Regions from separate parts of the Gossypium hirsutum genome. Here region 1 is linked to region 2. A link is a contact called in public Hi-C data. All regions are on one chromosome and are shown on one strand. The core of a region is the stretch at or near the end of the contact, and the rest is flanking DNA. Distances in the headings are between cores, read along the strand shown.

What was found. Hi-C and Micro-C count contacts between places; a contact is called where the count stands out from the background.
Region 1: a contact with region 2 is called in a Hi-C map of leaf, with 1.6 times the contacts expected there. The contact joins two enhancer-like sites. A contact is called at or near these places in 2 of 34 Hi-C or Micro-C datasets (both in leaf).

What each region holds. Positions count from the first base shown.
Region 1 is chrA07:87,986,277-87,993,107 of Gossypium_hirsutum_v2.1, reverse strand. No RefSeq gene overlaps it. Among protein-coding and RNA genes, the nearest start is that of LOC121203754, 28 kb to the left of the region's middle. Within about 2 kb of position 2,052, at least 2 of the 9 cell types and tissues checked have an H3K27ac peak or open chromatin away from gene starts, as enhancers often do. A contact at or near this core is called in leaf, where this site is marked.
Region 2 is chrA07:87,902,646-87,909,972 of Gossypium_hirsutum_v2.1, reverse strand. No RefSeq gene overlaps it. Among protein-coding and RNA genes, the nearest start is that of LOC121204265, 19 kb to the right of the region's middle. Within about 2 kb of position 4,127, at least 1 of the 9 cell types and tissues checked has an H3K27ac peak or open chromatin away from gene starts, as enhancers often do. A contact at or near this core is called in leaf, where this site is marked.

The sequences.
Region 1 (6,831 bases), core at 803-3,302, 85 kb before region 2:
ACCACGAGTAGGCTGACTTCGAAGTGAAACACCCATGGGTATTGTGAAACCAGATTATCTTGTCTTCCTGACCCACATCTCCAATCGGGATATCGCAAATCTTATCACCCCAGTCCGGCCCATACACTTGCTTAACTATATTCACATCCCAACTTCTATTATCCACGTGCCAAAGATCTTTCACACTGTTTACATTCTGGTTTAAAATATTGCTTATGACCACGTCCCCATTAAGACCTTCCATTCCCCAATTATCAGCCCGAATATTTATCTTCTCGCCATTACCAACCTGTAAGCCACCCCAAGAGATCTTTGCCCAATATAGGGAACCTGGTCTTCGAGTCGTTGGCTACATTTCTATGGGCACGGGCTTGACCGGCCGGAAAATCATCACCCCGGCCACTAGCGCCGGCGATTGACCCACCACCGTTGGTGAGTCATTGCGGGACTATCCGACCCCATGGGGGCTGCGGACGCACCCCACCTCGGGTTCGAGGAGGGGCCACGTCGGGGGACAGCGGATCTCTACCCCTTAAAGAGCTAAAAAAAACTTCGTCAATTTGCTACCAGGCAACATTCTTTTTTTTTTTAAAGAAAAACAACCCAAAGGTCTACCTCATTTTATAGCATCTTTAAGAATAATATTATGGATATCCAAAGGATAATCCATATCAAAATACACATCACACTTATTCGAATAGCTAATTTACACAAATAATCAGCTACAGTATTTCTATTCCGATTTAACCAAATAATTTGGACCGAATGAAAATTTTTAAAGGCTTCGCACACTTGCTTAATACGCTGGCTCAAGTTGGTAATATCCTGCGTCCTCTTATTAACCTTGTTGACCAATACAGCGCTGTCAGATTCCAGAATTAGCTGGGTCAAATTTAAGTTTTCGGCTAACTTTATTCCTTCTTTAAACGCCTCCAGCTCAGCCCAACCAACGTCCAAAGTTTCTTCCCTGAATTTATAGCATCCCCCAGGACAAAACCATCGTGGTCTCTAGCGATTGCGCCAAATCCACTGCATCCTTTCGAAACCGCAGCGTCAACATTCACTTCGATATAGCCATTTGGAGGCTTTTCCCAGCTCTCGTTCGTCTGAATCGGGGAGAAGACCGGAGGTTCAGTGAACTTAAAGATTCTAAAATCTTTACTTAAAGTACTTGCCCTTTCCCAAATCATCACCGCGGCATCCATCTTCCCATTAAAAACCATATTGTTTCTATCATTCCAGCTGTTCCAGAGAAGGGTTAAGAAGTCAGCAGCAGCTTTATTATCGAGCTCACGAAACACATCTTCGAGCCAGTCGATACAGTTAATGTAATCCCCTTCCAGCAATCTATTATTTAAACCTCCAGCGACAAGGACTTCACGAGCCTTGGAGCAGTCTTTCATCGTATGAATCAGCGTCTCTTCTCTGTTTTGGCATCTCGGACAGGTATTATTAAACCCCTGGCGAATACGAGCAATATTATCAAAAGTTGGGAGGATATTGTGACCAATTCTCCAGCTAAAAATTTTAATCTTTGGGAGCATCTTTAATTTCCATATGGAGCGCCAAAAAAATCTATGGGGACCGAAACCAACTTTCCTAAGAATCATCCAGGAGTACGCCGATTTGGTAGTATAAATGCCGTGCGGGTTTTGAATCCACGTCCTGGTATCTTTGATGCCATTATGAGAAATGGGCAAATTGCAAATGCAGTCCCCCAAAGTATCACCATAAATCTCAACCACCCTCTCCCGTTTCCACCTCCTATTTTCGTGGTCCCACAAATCTTTGACCTTTCTCTCATTATTAGCAAAAGGAGACCAACACACCGACTCTCCTATAATGCCTTCAACCCCCCAATGGTCCCGTCTAAGATCAATCTTATTTCCATCGCCCACGTGCCATATAAAACCGTCTTTTAGCGCATCAACCGCCTTGGCTATGCTCTTCCAAGTGAAAGATAGTTTATCACTCTGTTTGTATCTAAACACGTCCCCATCCGGGAAATACTTGGCACTTGACACTTTGAAGCATAACGTGTCCTGTTGGGTCATAAGCCTCCAAACCTGTCTGCCAAGTAGAGCCAAATTGAACAGATGTAAATCCCGAAAGCCCATGCCTCCCATTCCCTTCGGATAACACAATTTTTCCCAGGTTATCATTGCCCACCCCCGTGCTTTGTCTTTATTATTCCACCACATCTGTCCCAATTTTGAATGAAGATCTTCGATAATGCCTTTAGGGGCCAGAAAAACAGAGAAAGCATACGTTGGAATAGCTTGAACAATGGCTTTGATAAAAACCTCTTTCCCTCCGTAAGATAATAAACGTTTTGACCAGCTATTTATTCTGCAATTGCAACGATTAATAATGTTAGTAAAAGCTAATGATTTTTTTCTACTAACAGGTAACGGTAACCCTAAGTAACTATCTAGCTTATCAACAATACGCATGCCAAGCATGGAGTTAAATAGTTGCCTTTGGGCCAACGGAGTATTCGGGCTAAACATAATCATAGATTTATCTTTATTAACCTCTTGACCCGAATCACAATTGAAGTTTGAAATAATATTCACAATTTCCTCCACATCCTTTTTTTTATTACGAATAAAAAGGAGTGCATCATCGGCAAAAAAAGGTGATTAATACGAGGCCCATTTATGCTAGCACGAATTCCCTTAAGCACATTGTTTTTTTGTGCACGAATTAACATTTTTGAAAACGCTTCCATGCAAAATAAAAAAAGGTAAGGAGATAGAGGATCCCCTTGTCTTAAGCCTCTTTTCGGTGCAATCGTCTCGGAGAGGGTAGAATTGCATTTGACAACATAACGGACCGACCGAACGCATCTCATTATTTTAGTCACCTATTCATTTGCGTAGCCCATTTTCTTCATCACCTCTTCAATAAATTGCCACTCCACTCGATCGTACGCTTTGCTCATATCGAGCTTAATTACGAACCCCTTTTTTGGCCCGTTCTTTGTACTTTGGAGATAATGGACTAACTGATGGGCAATTAAAATGTTGTCGTGGATCATCCTCCCCGAAACAAAAGCACTCTGATTTTGGCTAATGCATGACGGGAGTGTTTCCTTCAAACGATTTGCAAGCACTTTGGCAACGATTTTATACACCATCCTACAAAGACTGATCGGCCTAAAATTAGTTATATCCACCGGCTCTTTAATTTTAGGGATTAGAAAAATAATAGTATCATTTATACAATCCACATTTTTAACACCCCTAAGAATATCATGACACAGCTTAATAATATCTTCCCCCACCACTTCCCAGTTTTCTTTAAAAAAATTCCCCGACAAACCGTCAATTCCCGGAGCTTTCCTAGGATCCATTTGACTGAACGCTTCCTTAATTTCGTTTTCCGTAAAGTCCTTCAGCAATCTGTCATTTTCTTCACCTGTAATACAGCTCTCAACATAATCAAGGTTTAGCATAGTATTAGAATTTAAATTGGATTTGAATAACTTTTGACAATACTCTCTGATCGCCTTGCTGATATCCGTCGTGTTCTTTTTCCAGTAACCATCCATGTCTTTAAGCCTAGTAATGTTATTTTTTTTCCTTCTGTTTGTGGCTCTCACATGAAAAAACCGGGTATTCCTATCCCCTTCTTTTAACCATTGGATCCTAGAGCGCTGGGCCCAATATTTCTCCTCTTCATCCAACAGCTTGCCCAGCTTTATTCTCAAAGCTTTGAGCTTATTACTCGCATACGTACCCCCCTGGCGATCAATGACGTTGTTTATATTTACCTGCAGGGTACCCATCTGGTTACGCATTTGTTTAAGCTTCTTATATTGCCATCCACCAAACTTTTTACCCACCATCTCGATCTTTCCCATTATATCCTTGGAACATTTCTGCCACGCTTCCTTGATGATTTTCTTTGCTTCCACATCTTTAGCCCAGCAAACGTCGTATTTAAAACAAAGCCTAGGATCTCTATGTCTATCTCTCAGCTTCCGTCCTTCAGTATCTAAAATGATGGCATCATGGTCTGAAGTAGATTGACGGATCACCTTGGTTTCCATAAAGGGGAACCTCGCCACATCATTAGCAGACATTAAAAACCGGTCAAGTCTCTCCTTAACCAACGCCGTACCATCCCTGTTATTAACCCAGGTAAACCATCCATTATCAGTTTTCAAATCAACCATTGAGAGCTCATCGACAACCTCCCGAAAGTCCTCCATTAGAGCACTTGGCTTTCTCCTACCCCCCTCTTTTTCCGCATTGTCGAGAATAGCATTGAAATCACCCCCAATGATCCATTTCTCCGCAACAGACTGACCCACCCTTCTCAGCATATTCCACGAGCACTGTCTTTTGTTTGGTTCGGCATTTCCATAGAATCCCGTGAACCGAATGGGATTGTCATTCTCCAGCTTGATTATCGAGTCAATGTGATTACTGGAATATGTTTGAACTTTGACCTTATCACTTTCCTTCCTCATCATGACCAGTCCACCACTTTTGCCGTTCGCGTTAACAGCCAAGCATCCTTCCATTTTACACCTACTGCGAACAGAAGAGAATTTATTAGCATTAATTTTTGTTTCACTAAGGAAGACTATATCAGGGTCATTAGCAACGACATTTGCTTTAATTCACGGACTGTCGCTGGGTTACCAATCCCACGGCAGTTCCAGCAGAGAATCTTCATTGGTTTTTCTCCCCCACGTATCTTTATCCTTTGAAACGCTAAAATCGCCAGGACAAAGAAAGAGCTTATCCCTTTTCGAAACCCTTGATGCGTCAAGAAAAGAGATGATAAATCACCCCGTAAAGCTTGAACTTGAAGATCTTCGATCTTCCGTCAAAGAACAACCAAGAAACCAAGACCAACCAGAAAGAAAGAAGGTGGGCTCGCAGGAAAGCCAACCCGCCGACCCAGGGAATCAGCGCTCGAGCAAGAAAACCGAACAACACAGCCCAAGGAACATAAATCATGCAGAGATGGCACCCACCAGTGGAAGCCCAGCTCCCAAAGGAAAAGACGAGAGGCACTCCCCAAGAAACAAACCTGTACAAAGGAAAAAAACAGAGAAACCAAGCTTTGCGAAAAACCCGAAAGAAACCAACCAAAATAAACGAATCAACAGGATAACCCTCAGCATACAGAAACCATGCGATATCTCGACATCTGAACAAGCAAAAGACAGCCACGGAAAAGGCGACAACCCAGCAAGAGCAATAAAGAAAACACCATTGGAAAAAAGAAAGCGATCAGCTTAATAAAGATCACTAAACATGACACAAAATACGTAGAACCCTGCAAGCATGAAACATGCACTTTGTACGTTGAGAAATAAAGAAAAACCCACTTTCATGCGGATGCATAAAAAAGAACGAGGAAAAGTCGCAATAAGGAAAAGAACCCGGCCACCGTGTGGCCCCCAGCGCACTAACCAGCATTCAAGCACAAATTTCAATAAACATAAATACAATACCAAATGAAGAAACAAAAACCAATGAAAAGTAAAACGGACAAAAGTCACCGTAAAGAAAGAAGCAAAAGCTCTGCAGGAAACGTCTTGTCAGACCAGGAACACCGCCAGAAGCCTATCGCATCAAAGTAAAGGCACCGTACAGCAACCATCCAAAGCAAAACGATAACAAAACTCAAAAACAATCCACATAAACAAACGAAACACACTCAGAACCCACCCCAACTGCAATAACATTCAACCGAATAAGGCAGACACACACACAAAAACAAGAACAGAAATCGCCCAATTCTTGGAGAAAAAACACGCTACCAGGCGCTGCTACCAGGCTACCAGCTACGAGGCGACATTCTTTTTTTTTGATAGAAAACGACCCGCAGGTCAACCTTATTTTATTGCATCATTGAAAACCAACTCATGAATATCGGCAGGATAATCCATGTTAAAATCCAAAGTACAAAAATTGGTCAAAGCCAAAGAACAAAGTTTATTCGTAACTTTATTACAACAACACGGAGCCCAGTTAAAAGTAAAACTACTAAACAGAACTAGCTCAGAGTGAATCCTATGCATGCAATGGCCGAAAGTCGTCAAGTCACTGCCCCTCTTATTATAGCGGTTAAGAATACTGGCGCAATCTGTCTCTAGCTCCACTGTATTCCATCCCGTTGACCGGGCAAAATGGATACTCTCTTCCAGTGCCAACAGCACCGCCCAATCACTATGTCCCTCATTGTCCACCACGCCCATCCTTCCACCCAAGACAAAGCCATCAAAGTCTCGAGCCACCAACCCAAAATACATTCTTTGGCCTTTGGCTGAGGCATTGAAATTCATTTTTATCCAACCCTGCTCAGGTTTTCTCCAGACTTTTTTCTCAACCTTACGCGGCAAAACAGGCTCATTCAGCAGATTGAAAATACGGAAATCATGGCTCAACAAAGCGGCTCTCTCCCAAGTCGTCTTGGCTACCTCGTCTTCTCCACGAAAAATACGATTATTCCTGCTGTTCCAAATGTTCCACAAGACAATAATGAAGTCAGACAGGGCCTTCTTATCCAACAGACGCGCCGCTCCTTCAATCCAGTCACTGCACCGAACGTAATCTCGCTCCAGCAAGGTATTATTAAGCCCACCATACTCTAACACTGCACGAGCCTTCGGACAGTTTTTTAAAGCGTGAATCAGGGTCTCCTTCTCCACACCGCACCTCGGGCAAGTACTATCGAAGCCACTCCGAATGCAAGCTATTTTTTCATTTGTAGGAAGATGCTCGTGGCCCAGCCGCCAGCAAAAAATTCTAATCTTAGGGAGGGTTTGAAGCTTCCACGTAAGTCGCCAAAAGACTCGGTGAGGACCAT
Region 2 (7,327 bases), core at 2,878-5,377:
AGCAGTTGTTTAATATGAATTTTATGTCTTTTGGTTGCATTGGTCTGTTCATTGTATTATTTTAAACTTGTATGAGCATTACTGAGCTTGAGAAAAATTCAGCTGGCGGTTTGTTGTCTCCGTGCATAGTAAATTATCAATCCAGGCGAGGATGGGACATTCGCACTGCTAGGTCAATTTAGGGGTTCTTTCATTTTGAAAGTATTTATTTCCCCTTCAATTTTGCTCCCTATAATTGTGGCATGTATGTACTCTTAGATGTGATAAGAAACATGTTAGGTTCTTGTTTTTGGTGTGTAATTAAGGTCATATAGGCCCCATGGTCATGCTTGGAATGATATGTGTATATATATATGGAGGGTTTGCTTGGCTTTTAAGCATTCTTCTTAAGGAATAAGATGTATATATGTATATATTACATGGTGGGTTGTTAGTTATGATTGAAATATGGTAATTCTGGCCATATATGGTCTTGGTGAGAACGTTGGATAGCATAAGCAGTAAAGTATGGAACCTAGACAAATCCAACCAGTTAGTCAAAAAATTCATTTTAGGTTAGCCTTTAGGTGACCTTGAGATAAACAGACTCTCAGTTAGTAGAGATGGTCATAGGTATCTCATGTAATTCAATTTAATCAAAGTTCTCGTCGACTTGAGTTAGAGTTTTTTACAATCAACCTCGAAAGAATTATTTTTTATAAACCATAAAATGAATGTGAAAGATTCATCATAAAGTTTTGTCAATAAATTAAATAATGATATACTTTTAAAATTTTAAAATGTAAATCCAATCCACTGATGCGGTGGCCTCCACCGTTCCAAGCTTGGTGGATTCCATCGAAGATCCCCCCCCAAAACAACTCTACCTCATACGACTTACATAAGCCAATGTTACAACCACAACCCCAAAGCCATCTACCATTGGAGTCTCTAATAACACCGCCAGCTGATGCTAAATTAGTACCAAGTTTACAGGCGCCATCCACATTCATTTCCATACATACAAAGGAGGGAACCATGAAATTGGCTACCAAACTTTTACCATACTTCTATTCAAAGAAATACGATACAAATCAATGTTGTAAAGAATCCATATTCAAATAAGCAACTTGTTATTACAGCCCAACCAAAGAAATAATCGATCCTTTGCGGCATCTCCAAAAAATTTTCCAAATGGGATCATTATTCGTATTTGAAGGCGCAATAGATTCATAGGCTGTTTTAATAAATTATTAGTATATATGCAATTTTGTATAATAAATCTCATGAAGACTAAAAATAAGTACAAATATTTATACTTAATATTACTGAAGGTATCAACTAGTTAACAGTATAATAGTAAATAACTTGGGGTGTTCAATTTTTTGTTGTTATTAGGTTGGAGCTCCCTAGTATCTCTATGTATACACACAACTAGCAAGGGGAGTTTTGAATAAATATATGTTGGAAGTTGAAATTCACTTTATATTGCAAACTTTCACTTTGCATTGCTGCGCTTTTATTAATCTTTCCAGCTTTGTCATTGCTAAATCGGTACTATTTTTCTGTAGGAGAAAAGAACCCAAAAACTATTGAAGTTAATAAAATCACAGTTGTACCTGGAAAATTATTGTAAGCTGATATTAACACCAAGATTTGAGCGATGTGTACCCATTTCCTCCCAAATTTGTTGTAAGAATAATTATTATTATGAAATTTTGTTGCCTTATCGTATCCACTGCTATAATTTAAGAAAACATCAGTAGTCCATTTCATGTGTTTATTGTGCACCAAGAAAACAGTCTCCTGTGCGAAATTCTTTTGTGGAAACCAATTTGCTGTTATGCATGCATCTACGAATAGCACACTAAGGTTATGAGATGCTAGTAAGTCGGATCATCCAGTCTTTTTTAAGACACAACTTCATCATATGCAACCATGTGTTAATGAACCCAGGGTTTTTAATTTACGATCTCACTATTAAGTGCATGTATCCAACAATATAGAGTTGAATCTCACCATGAACCAAAGATTCCTTTAGTCCTAATTCCATTGTTCATATGTCATCTTTTTTCAAGGATGTTCTGTAAATTAATCTTTTTCCTTTACATTTTCTTCTTTGATATTGCTTCGTAGGATGTTTTCTTTTTTCTTTTTCTTTAGTAAATACATAGAATATTAAAAAAACTACAAAAAAAATTGTAAAGAAAACTAAAATTGGCAAATACATATTTCTTTCAACAACCACGTACATTGTAAGCTCATAAATTTTATTCGGATAATCCAATTGCATTTAGAAATACTTTTAAGCTAAAAACTTAAACAGTTGATAAAAGATAACCCTAGCTAGAATAAAGAGAAATGAGACGAAGAGAAGAGACAGCTCAGGAGGGATAGAAGATAGATAAGAACTTTCTCGAACCTTTGATGGAAATTTTATGCTCAGAGTCTCTTGAAAATTCTTAAAGTGATCAAGAACAATTTTACCTTACTTACGGACTTGCAAGGTCAAGAAAACTCGAATAATCATCAAAGAGTTTCGAGAATAGAAGAAAAGATATAAGAAGAATAAGCTCAGGAGAGATATTGCCATGGACTTCATAACATGAAATCTACTTTTCTTGAGCTAGGATGTTGATGACCTGGCGGACGAACTGCGATGGTCAGGTCCATGATCAAGGGTGGCAATGGGCGTCGTTGAGCCATTGATAGGAGCTTATGGCTCGGAAAGCCAATGAAGAAGGGTTAAGACTTTTTGGACTGGTCAGTAGAAAATGGATATGGAGGAAGTGGAAACAGTGCCATGAAAGATGAGAAAAAGCTCCTTAAACTTATCTATTTATATACAGTCTCAGTCTTGTGTGCCATAAGTTTATCAAAGTAATACGAAGGGATTTGGTTGATGTGTCGTTTTCTGTGCTTGTTTTGTTAGTAAATGCTTCCTTTTCTCTCTTCTTAATTTCTTTGAAATTAAAGAATGTTTTTTTACTTTAAAAAAATAAATGTTTTGCAACTTTTCAATTTTCAAACTTATATTAAATTAAAATATTATCGTTACAAGTTTTTTGACAGATATCGTTTAATGAGAAATGGTAGTAGAAAATAGAAATATTTTATACTTAATCTCCCTATTCCTACTTCCTTAGAAGCTTGGGTATTTTTCCATCTAGGTTTAATATCATGAGATTTTTTTTATAAAGCCATGTATCAAGACAAAGTGAGCAAATATATTGCTAAAATAGAGAATTAAAATCTAAGTAAATCTTGAGATACCCTTTGATCTTCTTATGAAAAGGAAAAGCTAGAAAAATCTTAAATTGAAATTTGATAGTGCATCCAAATTCATTTAATTTTTTTAGCAATAAATAAAAGTGAGTTTGGGATTTTAAATTATCACTTTTTCATAGAAATAATATAGGAATACTAATATTAAAAGTTAGATTGTATTTTATTTTCTTTATTCATGAAATTAAAAAATTATTTTTATACGTTAAAAAAAATAAATTGATCATTTTATTAAAAATTACATCCATTTCTATGTTAAAAATCATAAAGTGTACATAACATGTTACATATTACTATTTAATTATTCTACCAATCATATTAAATTTTAAAATAAATAAAAATTTTAACTAAAAAATTTAATTTATTATTTAATCTAATATGTAAAAATTAATTTAACCGTTTTAACTTTAATTATAAAAGATTAACGTTAGAACAAGGAATTTTATCTAACCCATAGATAGGGTTTTATTTTCTCAAAACCCATAGATAGGTTTACGTACCTACCAAACACTATAAAATATTTTTCTCCAATAGGGCAGAAAAGAAAAGGAAATAACAAAAAAACAAGACCGTAGGCCTAAGAGGGTTAGATACAAATGCCAAATGGGAGAGTAGCAGCAATGTACCACATAGTTTGACCATCCGTTTTGTCCCTCTCTTTGCACTTCCCAAACTCATATAAAGAAAAAAGCAATAGCAAAAGCTACTGTAATTCCCTAATTCCCATGTCTTATAGTATGTATGTATGTATTAACTGCGGCAGTCTCAGAACGGAGAGGTTTTTGCATTGTTAGGTCAATCTCAAATGGTCCCCCCCTCTTATTTATTATTTATACTACGTGCCACATGCCTTCTCTAATTACATTTAAGGGGCCACCCATGGCATTGGCAGTGCAGTACAGTGCATCGCAGTGCAGTGCAGAGCAGGGATATCTAAATCTTTAGTCAAAAAATATAATTCGGCCTCCATACATGCACTACAACTAATGCCATGGTCCAGCAGGAATGTCATGATTAGAACTACTAATTCTTTATTCAAATCCAAATCAGATCAGGACTTAAAAATTATTTTTATCAGTAAATAATGATTTGGATGTCTAAATAAAACCTCAAATAACAAATTTAAATATTTAAAAAATAATATTTATTTTTACCATGAATAATAAATGTGATATCCAAATACACAAAGGCGCATTGGATGGTGTGAGGAATGCCTTGAGTTTCTGAAATAAGCACGTCGTGGTTGTAATGGTTTTGCATGCATTTGATTGAGCTGAGACACAGAGAGAAAGGAGCAAAGCCACCTACCAACCCCATCTGAACCTATTTATGAATAGTCATCATTACCTTCCATTGCCTTCTCACCTCACTCATTTATTACTTTCTGCAAATGCCCCTTCACTTCACGTTCTTTTTATTTCACTATTACTATTTTTAAAATAAAAATTACATAATCCTTGAATTTACCTTCCTAAAAATCTTCAATTGGTTGATGGAAATTGTGAGATGGGGAAATCTTTCATTTTCAATCTGCAAAACAGCCCAGAAATTAGCAGAGCAGGCAAAGTGTCTCAAATAGCTAAAGACAGGCAACATGAACCCTTTTTTGTCATCAACAATTTGTATGCATCTTTATATAAATTGCTCCTATCTTATATTGGGAAATGAGATTTCACTCCTCACAATTCATTCAAACACCTAAGGTATTTGTATTCATCTTTTATTATGTTTTTCTATAATTAATATTCGTACATTATTTTAGATTTGTGGATATCTTGCAAATTGAGTATTAGCTTATTGTTAATACAAGAGGGCGTAGACTTAAGTGCGTTCAAATAAAGGTGAGTAAATTTTGATTTGATTCGAAAAACTTGATAAAAATTTTAAATTTTAAATTAAATAGTTCGAATTATTTAAGTTAATCAAGTTATTCGAATCAACTTGTTGGAATATTTTCAAATATTTATAGTGTTCCAATAACTATAAATGAATAGGTGTAATTAATCAAAAGATTATATTGTTTGATTTTTTGAAAAAGAATTATAACTATTTAAATAATTTTATTTGAATAATTATAATTAAATGAATAATTTTAAATACATTATTATTCAGAAAGACACCTATTGATGAAAGATGTCTCTATGAAGAGACATGAAAATTCCTATAAATAGGAATGAGATTTCATTTGGAAATCATACCATCGAACTCTAAGATTCTTTCTTTCCTTCCTTCGTTTTCTAATATTATTAGATTATTCTATAAAGTATTACTGCAGAAATTCTATATAGAAATTGAGTTACTTGTCATATATTGCTCAGTGTGTAGTGGACTATTCTCGTCAGTGCAAAACGCAAATAGTCATTGGCTTCATTGTATCCTCGAGGTTAATTTGCTTGGAACTCGTTTGCACACTGAAGATAGGTGGGGGCGAATATAACCTTAAAGATAGTGGCTTAATACACGCCTTAGAGCCTTGTCCTATTTCTTCTTTTATTCGAGTTCCGTTCGTCTGTTCGAGATTTTCCTCACCGAAGTTTTGTACTAACAATTTTAAGGTTATAATTCATGATGTCTACCACAACTCATGAAAGTGGAACACTAAGGGAGTTGGCTTCCAATTTTGTCAGACTTGATCGGTTTGATGGTGGCAATCTTCGATGATGGTAGAAAAAGATGCACTTCCTATTATCAACTTTGAAGATTGCTTATGTTTTGGATACTCCAAGACCTGACGAGACTGAAAACGAATCTGTTGCTGCAACCCGAGAAAGACAAAAATGGGACAATACTGATTACATGTGCATGGGCCACATATTGAATGGTTTATCTGATGGTTTGTCCGACACCTACCAAAACGAGGTCACCGCTAAAGAATTATGGGACAAATTGGAAACAAGATACATGATCGAGGATGTTGCAAGTAAGAAATTTCTTGTCAGTTGTTTCAATAATTATCAAATGGTTTATGGTCATTCTGTTATGGAACAATTCTGTGATATTGAAAAGATGCTGAATCAATTCAAGCAATATGATTTGAAAATAGATGAAATGATTGTTGTATCTTCTACAATAGACAAACTTCCTCCATCTTGGAAAGACTTTAAAAAAAGTCTAAAATATAAGAAAGAGGAAATATCTCTTGAGGCTTTGGCAAATCATCTTCGTATTAAAGAAGAATATCGAAAGCAAGATCAGAATCTAAATTCTGAAAACGCCAAAGTGCATGTTACGGAGGAAGTACAGACTACTAAACCATTCAAGAGAAAGTTCAAACAGACTGATAGAGCACCTAAGTTCAAAAAGAAACAAAAGGGCTCATGCTATCATTGTGGTAAGCCGGGAAATTTCAAGAATGAATGTCGATTTTTAAAGAAGAAATCATCTTCTAAGGCTGATAATAACGAAAAGTTCGTTGCAATGATATCTGAAATTAATATGGCTCAAGATGATAATACATAGTGGATTGATACCGGAGCAACCAAACATCTGTGCAAAGACAAAAGCATGTTCACAAAGTTCACACAATGTGAAAATGACAATGTCTTGTACATGGGAAATTCTTCCACCGCAGCAATCAAAGGCAAAGGGTCTGTTGAACTACAATTTACTTCTGAAAAGGTTTTAACCTTAAATGATGTATATTATGTACCAAAAGTTAGAAAGAATTTAGTGTCTGGAAGTCTGTTAAATAAGTTTGGTTTCAAAATTATTTTTGAGGCCGATAAGTTTATTTTGTCTAAGGGAGGAATTTTTGTAGGAAAAGGGTATATGTATGAGAGTATGTTCAAACTAAATATTATTAATAAGAATAAAAATATTATTTTTTCTTATATGGTTGAGTCTTTTTGTTTATGGCATTATAGATTAGGTTATTTGAATTATAGGAAATTGAATTACATGTATAAGTTAGATTTAATTACTATTTTTAATAATAATATTGGAAAATGCAATACATGTATGTTGACTAAAATTACAAGAAACCCTTTCCCTAAGGTTAAAAGAAATACAAAATTACTTGATTTGATACATAGTGATTTATGTGACATGCATAATACTCCTACAT